Linked DNA regions of Ovis aries: region 2 is linked to region 1. The links are chromatin contacts, called in public Hi-C maps. All regions are on one chromosome and are shown on one strand. Each heading gives the region's core, a stretch centred on a gene start, on an enhancer-like site or on the middle of the called end of the contact. The rest is flanking DNA. Distances are from core to core; before and after follow the strand shown.

The links. Hi-C and Micro-C count contacts between places; a contact is called where the count stands out from the background.
Region 2: a contact with region 1 is called in a Hi-C map of hypothalamus, with 4 times the contacts expected there. The contact joins the promoter of DIP2B here to the enhancer-like site in region 1. A contact is called at or near these places in 14 of 16 Hi-C or Micro-C datasets (blood, hypothalamus, liver and 7 more).

The regions. Positions count from the first base shown.
Region 1 is chr3:135,701,011-135,705,124 of ARS-UI_Ramb_v3.0, reverse strand. All of the region lies in intron 2 of DIP2B (disco interacting protein 2 homolog B), which reads left to right. LOC132659435 (a long non-coding RNA gene) reads right to left here. Exons shown (of 2, transcript XR_009599907.1): 1 at 1-4,114. Among named protein-coding and RNA genes, the nearest start is that of ATF1, 120 kb to the right of the region's middle. Within about 2 kb of position 2,149, at least 9 of the 54 cell types and tissues checked have an H3K27ac peak or open chromatin away from gene starts, as enhancers often do. A contact at or near this core is called in hypothalamus, where this site is marked.
Region 2 is chr3:135,826,764-135,830,877 of ARS-UI_Ramb_v3.0, reverse strand. DIP2B (disco interacting protein 2 homolog B) reads left to right here and starts at 1,954. Exons shown (of 37, transcript XM_060412600.1): 1 at 1,954-2,207. The coding sequence starts at 2,108. It also overlaps the pseudogene LOC132659434.

The DNA of each region.
Region 1 (4,114 bases), core at 900-3,399:
AAACTCCGAACTTTAGCCACCTGATATAAAGAACTGACTCATTGGAAAAGACCCTGATGCTGGGAAAGATTGAGGGCAGGAGGAGCAGGGGGTGAAAGAGGATGAGATGGTTGGATGGCATCACTGACATGATGGGCATGAGTTTGAGTAGGCCCCAGGAGTTGGTGATGGATAGGGAAGCCTGGTGTGCAGCAGTCCATGGGGTTGCAAATAGTCGGACACGACTGAGCTACTGAACTGAACTGAGACAGAGTTCTGTGCTTTTCTTGTGATGGGAGTAGAAGGATGGGATCTGTTGTATTTCCACTATCGCATTTTAATACAGAAGTTCCTTCCCAAGTGAGGATCCCAGCATAACGAAAAGGACGTTCCAGTCCCAGTTCTGCCCTTTTATTTGCTAGATTTGGACAGCAGTACAGTCACTATGAACTGGAGCATGCGTTACAATCTTATTTGTCCCCGTATGCCTCTTTAGAAGGAAGTCCACAGTTTTTCTCTTGGGGTTTCACTTTCCTTTTGGATTATCCAGGAACCCCCTGGGACACCGGTAGTGCAGGAGGAGAGGTGGTCAGTGCAGCTTCCACATCCGAAAGGGTCAAGGAGCCCCGTTGTCTGCTGCTGCCCCTCAGGCCTCACGGGGGTGCTGTTGAAAACCAGTCCGTCCTTTGTGATCAGTAATGCTAACCCAGTGCTCAACCTGGGTCCCGCCTCAGCCACTCTGAGGAAGAGACCCCACTCTGCTAGGCTCAGCCAAGACACCCCACTTGAATTCTCAGGGCAAAGCTCTTGGTATTGTGTTCCTTGAGCCCACACACAGCTATTTTCCTGATGCCAAGTGGCCTGGGAAGCTTCTCAGACCCAGAACCTCCAGTTCCTCTCCCTCTCAGAATCCACCCCTAGGATTCACCATGGGCAGGTGGCCCCTTTCCATACTTGAAATGCAGACTCTTTCCTCCCTTCCCACAGGCAGTAAGGTAGGGAGTGAAGCTGGGAGTAAGGCAGTAAGGCTGGTTAATCACTCAGCCTACTGAGGAAGGCTCTCCTCAGTGAGCTTCCAGGGAAGAATCTCTGAGTGATTCAGAGTACCTTCACCGAGGGTGGAGGGTGGAGATGGGAGTGGAGCTCTGTTTATATAATGATTCAAGGTGACTATGGACACACTCTCACTGTAGGAAAATAAATTTAATCTGTGATGGGTGTCCTGCTTCCTTAATGATATCTGTCAGATAATGTTATTGTGAATATAAAATGAGATGGTGTTTCGAAAGTTTAAAGAGCCTTAGAACTGTATTATCATTGTTATTTTGTCATTTCCTGTCCAAATCCCTTCAAAGGCTGCTCTTTTGGTTTAGGACAAGTGACCTGGCCCCGCTTTTCTTCTCCAGCCTCATTTTGTCTCACTCCACCTCTTTCACTGTGCTTCAGCCCCTTCGACCTTCCTCAGACTTGTCAAGATTTTTCTCCCTCACTGGACTTCTAATACTGTGCTTTTGTATAAAGTAGCTCCTCCCCCAGGAACACCCCCACCCCCACCACTCCTAAGCCTAACTGAAACCTACATCAGAGTCTCCTTTTAACAGACTGCCCCTAAAACTCTAGTATAAATTAAATCCCTCATTGTGTAGGCTCAGAGAACCTTGTTTTTTTCCCTCTCAGCACATATCATGATGTAGAAGATACGCATGAATCAATGATCACTTATTTACTATGAGTGCTAAATTAAAGAAAAAGGTGTCTTTTTCTCTGGACACCGGCACTGAGACCAGTGAGTGTGTCTGCTTTGATCACTGTAAGTTGAAGCGTTGTATTTCTTGGTTCTCAGAGCACATCCTCCTTCCCTCTATGACTCTTGCAGATGAAAATTTCTGTTAAATCATTGGCAGAGTTGAAAGATAAACCTGAATTGGAAATTTTGCATAGTTTATACTAAAGATCAGCTGCTTTTCCAGGTTATCATTGTTGTTATGTTCCAACAATAGAATCATGGGAGACTCTGGTGTCTCTTCTGTCAGAGAACAGTAAATTATGTACATGCTGACCATTGAGAAAGGAGGCTTTGTGTTGTAGAAGAAATGAAAATTTGTCTAAACTTACTGTTAAAGATTCTATCATCCCTATTTAAACATAAGGGTGACCCCTAGTGGATACTGTGTATAACAGACTGAGAGATCTGGGAACCCCTAAACAGAAGTGGTCACTGTATGTAGTAATCAGCAGTAATCCTTTTCTTTGAAGCTCAAGGATGTTTTGCTCTAGAATTTAGAAGTTTTGAAGAAGGCTTGATTTATGAGGTTCGCAGCTCTCCTCCAGCACTTAACCTATATTTAGTGTCTTTTAAAATTACTTTGGTTTTATACATAGCTCTTTCGGTAAACAAAATGGTAAAGAAATGGTAAAGTTCTCCACAGCAGCTATCACTACCTCATCCTAACTACTTAAGGCATTTTATATATATAAAAGCCCATATAATTATAGGTGGATAGTTTTACATACACAGCTGTAATAATATACATAACATTTTGTGTTCTTTTATCACTTGAGACCCTTTTATATGTCTGCATAGTTTTTCACTTTTCATGGCATTTAATACATATCATGTTGATACTAGTAGTTAATTCCACCTTTGCTTTTTTTTCGCTTCTTACTGTGGTAGTGAAATAGTGCACATCTTATTCAAACTATAGAAAGCTCTGCTTTTGGGCCCCAGGTGATTCCTGAGATATGGTTGAGTGTGAAGCCATGGCCAGGGCATGGTTCGTCTTTAAGCATCATCTTGCCTGCCCAGCTGACTCTGGGCGTGCTGTTAATGCCTTACGGGGCCCCTGTGCCCCCCGACCCCTCCTCCTCTTTCAGGAGACTGGTGGTCTGTATTTCCTGCTTTCCTTCTGTGATGCATTGTTGCCCTGGCAAAGAAGCTAAGTAAGCAATAAGCCATCCAAAAACTGTTTAATCCAACCAGGACATAGTTTCCTCCCTCTCACCTTCAGATATGCACTGAATTACCAGTTGCTTTGGGGGAAAGGAAAAGAAGACAATTGGTTTTAGAAGGTTGGAAAATTCTTCTCACAGTGTTGTAATTTATCTAGGAAGCTGAAAACTGGATATTATTTTAACTTATTTTGGTAAGAATCTGCTCTCTCTGGTATGACCTTCAAATTAAGAAAATCCAGAATCGTTTCTTTTTTCTTTATACTTAACTATTATCTTGATGTTCTATAATGAACATATATTATTTTTTATATACTGAAAAAGAGAACTTTTCTAAATTATAGAAAGTCAGTAAAGCCTATGGGAAAATAAAACATCCAGTCTCATTGCCCTGAGATAATTACTATTGACATTTTATTTCATTTACTTTCCATTTTTTCAGTGCACAAATGAAATCTATCTGGAAATCTTTATGTTTAAAAAAAAAAAAAAAACTCCAGTAAATGGAAATAGAAGTTTTTAGAAGATAAAATTTAGAATAACTTGGAGAGTGATTGTTCACATTAAAAAAGATAAGCTGCAGTTTCATTATTAAGCTCCCATGTTACACTTAAAGTGGTTGAGTTCCTAGGAATTAATTTTTATTCTTCTTGTTTTTTATATCACCTCTCTTGAACTTGAAGCAAGTGTGTTACACATTTGAGTCAAAGTCGGGAAATGCCCTGGAGAAGGCAATGGCACCCCACTCCAGTACTCTTGCCTAGAAAATCCCATGGATGGAGGAGCCTGGTGGGCTACAGTCCATGGGATTGCAAAGAGTCAGACATGGCTGAGCGACTTCTCTTTCCACTTGTTCTGTCAGAAATCTATATGTCTGTGGCATCATGTGTTCGGCACCTGAGGAATGCTCACTGAACCAACTTGCCAGCCGCTTACTGAAACCGCAAGTCAGCCTTTTGGTTTCACTTCTGACAAGCTACCTCGAAATGTCTGTCATGATTTTAGACCCAAAAGAGACCTCATCCATTTGGAAGACTAAATTCCTAAGGAGACTGAGCGAAACTTTGCTGAGCATCATACTAATGTTGCTTGGTGAATTGGTGAATAGCGTGTCGTGAGGCTTTTTTTTGTGGGGGGGGCGGGGGCGGTACCAGTTTCCACAGATCTTCTGGCTAAGTGTCATCTG
Region 2 (4,114 bases), core at 705-3,204, 130 kb before region 1:
ACACAGCAAATTCTCACTTGCTATCTGTTTGACATACAGTAATGTATATGTTTCCATGCTATTCTCTCAATTTGTCTTACTCTTTCCTTCCTCCTCTGTGTCCCCAAGTCTGTTTCCGATGTCTGGCAGGTGGATTCTTAACCACTGGACCACCAGGGAAGCCCTGGACCTCACTTTTTTGATGGGAGGAATGTCAACAAATTTGCCACCTTAAAAAAAAAAAAGCTGCCACAGTCCTCATTGTAAACCAGAGGACAGATATACTTACATTCCTACAGATTTTTCTTACATTGTTGCAGTTAAAAGGAAATTTCAAACTCTACTATCCAATCAGGCATGATGTTACACTCCTTTTTCCAAGCTGAAATTCTTTTCTCAGCCTAAAAAAAAATTTTTTCCCCCTTCCAGCCCATAAACTACCACAGAATAGATGCTGAGGCCTTAACTCTCAAAGCACCAATTTTGGACTAGCACGGAAGGGGAAAAAAAATACTGGAATTCTCTCAAACTGTATGGGGAGATTTGGCATTTACATAAAAGACAATACTATTAAAGAATGGCAATTTAAAGCAACTGTCCCAGTGCTACTGCTAAGTCACGTCAGTCGTGTCCGTCTCTGTGCGACCCCATAGATGGCAGCCCATCAGGCTCCCCAGTCCCTGGGATTCTCCAGGCAAAAACACTGGAGTGGGCTGCCATTTCCTTCTCCAGTGCATGAAAGTGAAAAGTGAAAGTGAAGTCGCTCAGTCCTATCCGACTCTTCGGGACCGCATGGACTGCAGCCTACCAGGCTCCTCCGTCCATGGGATTTTCCAGACAAGACTACTGGAGTGGGTTGCCATTGCCTTCTCCCAACTGTCCCAGTATTTTCTGGTAAATACAGGTCTGGACTTCCCTGGTGGTACAGTGAACTCGAATTTGCCAGCCAATGCAGGGAGTATGGGTTCAAGCCCTGGTCTGGGAAGATTTTTACATTCCATGGGCAACTAAAGCCCATGGGCCACAACTACTGAGGCCCACCTGCTGCAACTACTGAAGCCCAAGTGCCTAGAGCCTGCGCTCCACAACATTGAGAAGCCACTTCAGTGAGAAGCCTGTGCAAGGCAATGAAGAGTAGCCCCATCTCACCGAGCTACAGAAAGCCAGCACACAGCAAGAAAGAGCAACGAAAAATTTAAAAATAAATACGTAAGTAGTAAAAAATACATACAGGTCTGGATCCTTAAGTTGAATTAAAATACTAATACTTTTGGAACACCTATTAATGATACATTAAGAATGATAAAAAGATAAGGAAGACAAAGTTCTCCTCTGGGAAGAGGTCAGAAGTCTAGGCAGGAGGACGCAGATTCTCCTCCTTCTGTCTTAAATGCTAGAACTGAAATAGAAACATAGCTTGCCAGGCTCTAGTGTCCATGGGATTCTCCAGGCAAGAATATTGGAGTGGGTTACCATGCCCTCCTCCAGGGGATCTTCTAGATCCAGGGATTGGAACCTGAGTGTCTTACATGTCTTGCTTTGGCAGGCGGGTTCTTTGCCAATTAGCGCCACCTGGGAAGCCCCTTAGAAACAAAAAGCTCCTGGTAAATGTGACCAGGAAGCCCCAGTGAAAAGAACTGCCTGAGTTCAAGTCATTATGAATGGGTGGTGTCAATTAGCCCGGGAAACGAATAAAGGGGCAAGATAAAAGCATACACTATTAGGTGCAGAGAACTGGACAAAGCAAGGCCTGGGGCCCCTGAGAACTCCTTCCTCGCGAGTTCGTAAAAGGTAAACGTCCGGGTCCACAGCAACACAGTGAGCCCATTTCTCTGGAGAGAAATCGTGGCAGCGGGCTTGGACTCGTAGTTTCAGGAATCTCCCAGTAGAGGGCGCCATCAGCCCGGGAGTCCGCAGCTTGACGCGCCTGCGGAGGCGGTGCGTCCTGGGTCCGGGGGCGGGGCCGCCGGGCTCACGTGACCCTTGCTCATGGCGGCGGCGGCAGTGGGTGCGCTGGCGGCGCTCGGCGGCCGGAGCCGGATCCTGTAGCCGGGGTGTGGGCCCGCGTCAGTCCGTCCCTCCTTCGGCCCCCTCGTTTGTCTTCCGGAGTGTGGCTGGTAGAGCCGGGATGGCGGAGCGAGGCCTGGAGCCCTCGCCGGCTGCGGTGGCGGCGTTGCCGCCCGAAGTGCGGGCGCAGCTGGCGGAGCTGGAGCTGGAGCTCTCGGAGGGTAGGAGCCGGGCGAGGGAGCGGGCGCCCGGGCGCCGCTGCGGATCGCGGCGAGGGGAGACCGGGTCCCCACCGCGCGCCCTGGTGGCCGTGCGGGCAGAGGGGAGGAGGGTGCCGGAAATCTGGCCTGGGCTTCACGTGAAGGGTCGCTCTCCTCCTCTCCTACCCCGGAAAGTGGCTTTCCGTGTGGTTGATGGTGTTCTCTGGGAGCGGGGGAGCCGGGGCTGGGGGGAGAGGTCTTCAGGCTCGGGCTGCTTCTGCGCTCCCTGTCCCCCCAAACCCCAGACAAAGCTGTGTCCTCCCGCTTCAGGCTCCTGCCCGGGCGCCGGGGCACGGTGGGGGCGGGGTGGGGGTGAGGCCGCCGGCGGGGTGGCTGACAGCTTGCTCCAGTCCTCCTGTACTCTCTTCCAGGGGAGGGCCCCACGCCTGTTTCAGCTCCCCTTCCCCCCTTCAGAAAGAGAGAGAGACACAGGGGAAATCCTCCAGCATTTCTTCTTCCTTGTTTAACAATGCGAGATGCCTCCCCAGTGACAGGAGTGAGATAGAAGCGGGGTGGGCCGTTGAGGGTCCTAAGGAGGCCAGAAGCAGTGGCATTAACCCAGAGAGAGACACACGGGGCGGCTTTTAGACCACGTTTGTCAAAAGGGTTGTTGTTGTTGTTGTTTTCTTCCCTCGGTGCCTGTATTCGGGCTGAATTTTCCGCATCTGATCACCTTTTGGAATCTTAGGAAAGGAGAGAGGTGGCTACTGGTTACATTGCAAATCCTGGCCGGCACGGTCTTTCTTTTGACAATGGATTGTTACAAGGACGCTTGGATTGGTTTTGAGAATTAAAAGAATGGAATAAATCGAGCTACTATTATTCGAGAAGTCCCTGGACAACAATGAGAGAAACGCTGCCCTGTGGTGGGCATGTGATCAGGCTTCTTGGGCAGTTGTGATCAGTTCTCCATAAAGTTCCTGTTTTTGTCACAGGCTGCCTCTGAGACAAAAGCAGCATTCTCTCCAAGCTTGATATCAGTACTGTGGTGGTGCCCCCAGAGTTGCATATTCTTCTTGAGTTCTTTGCCAAAAGCCCTCTCCACTAGCATTTTTCAAGTGGATTAAAAATTGCTGATTGGAAAAGAAGAATGTGACAAGTTTCCAGGAGAGTTTTGACTTTTTGTTTACTTATCAAGGCATTCTCTCTACATAGCCCCTCCCCCCATCCTTTACAGTAAAAAAAAAAAAAAAGATTTGAGTGTTATAAAGTCACTTGGGCATGGAGGGAAATAATTATTTTTAATAACCTTGTTAGGGTTTCCCAATGTATAGGAAGGTGCCCTTTTCATTTGCACTCAATTAGCAACGTATTATTTTTCGGTTAATCAGTTGGGAAGTTACTCTTTGGCCAGTCCCCGGTATCAGTTGTGGTGGATGAGTCTGTTTATGTGAAATGTTCAGGGCATTGCTATCTTGATTCTACCTCTCGAAATACCTCATTCCTCTAGACTAAAGCATTGTCATTCAATCCATGATGACTTTCATTCAAATTGGACTTTTAAAGCAAGTTAGAGTAACACATCAGCTATCTTTGATTAGCTAGAAGGAGAGAAGTTTGGCTGGATGTTTGCGTCAGAAAGATTAAAAATAGGAGTTAATTGCTTTTACATGGAGAGGGAAATCCTGGAAGCTCCTTATTCTTGGTGTATCTGCTTCCAGCTGATTATTCTTTACTTCTCTGGTTGTTTCTAGAGATGATTCCAAGGAACTGTTTCTAGGACTCATACTGGCTAGCTCACCTTTCCTTGAAGAAGGTGTGAAACTCCTACAGATTGTAAGGCTAAGGCTTCAGCATTTTTTCAGGACAAGTGCATGGTTTATTTCCTGTTGCAGGATTGTTTTGGTTTGGCATGTGGCTGAGATTTG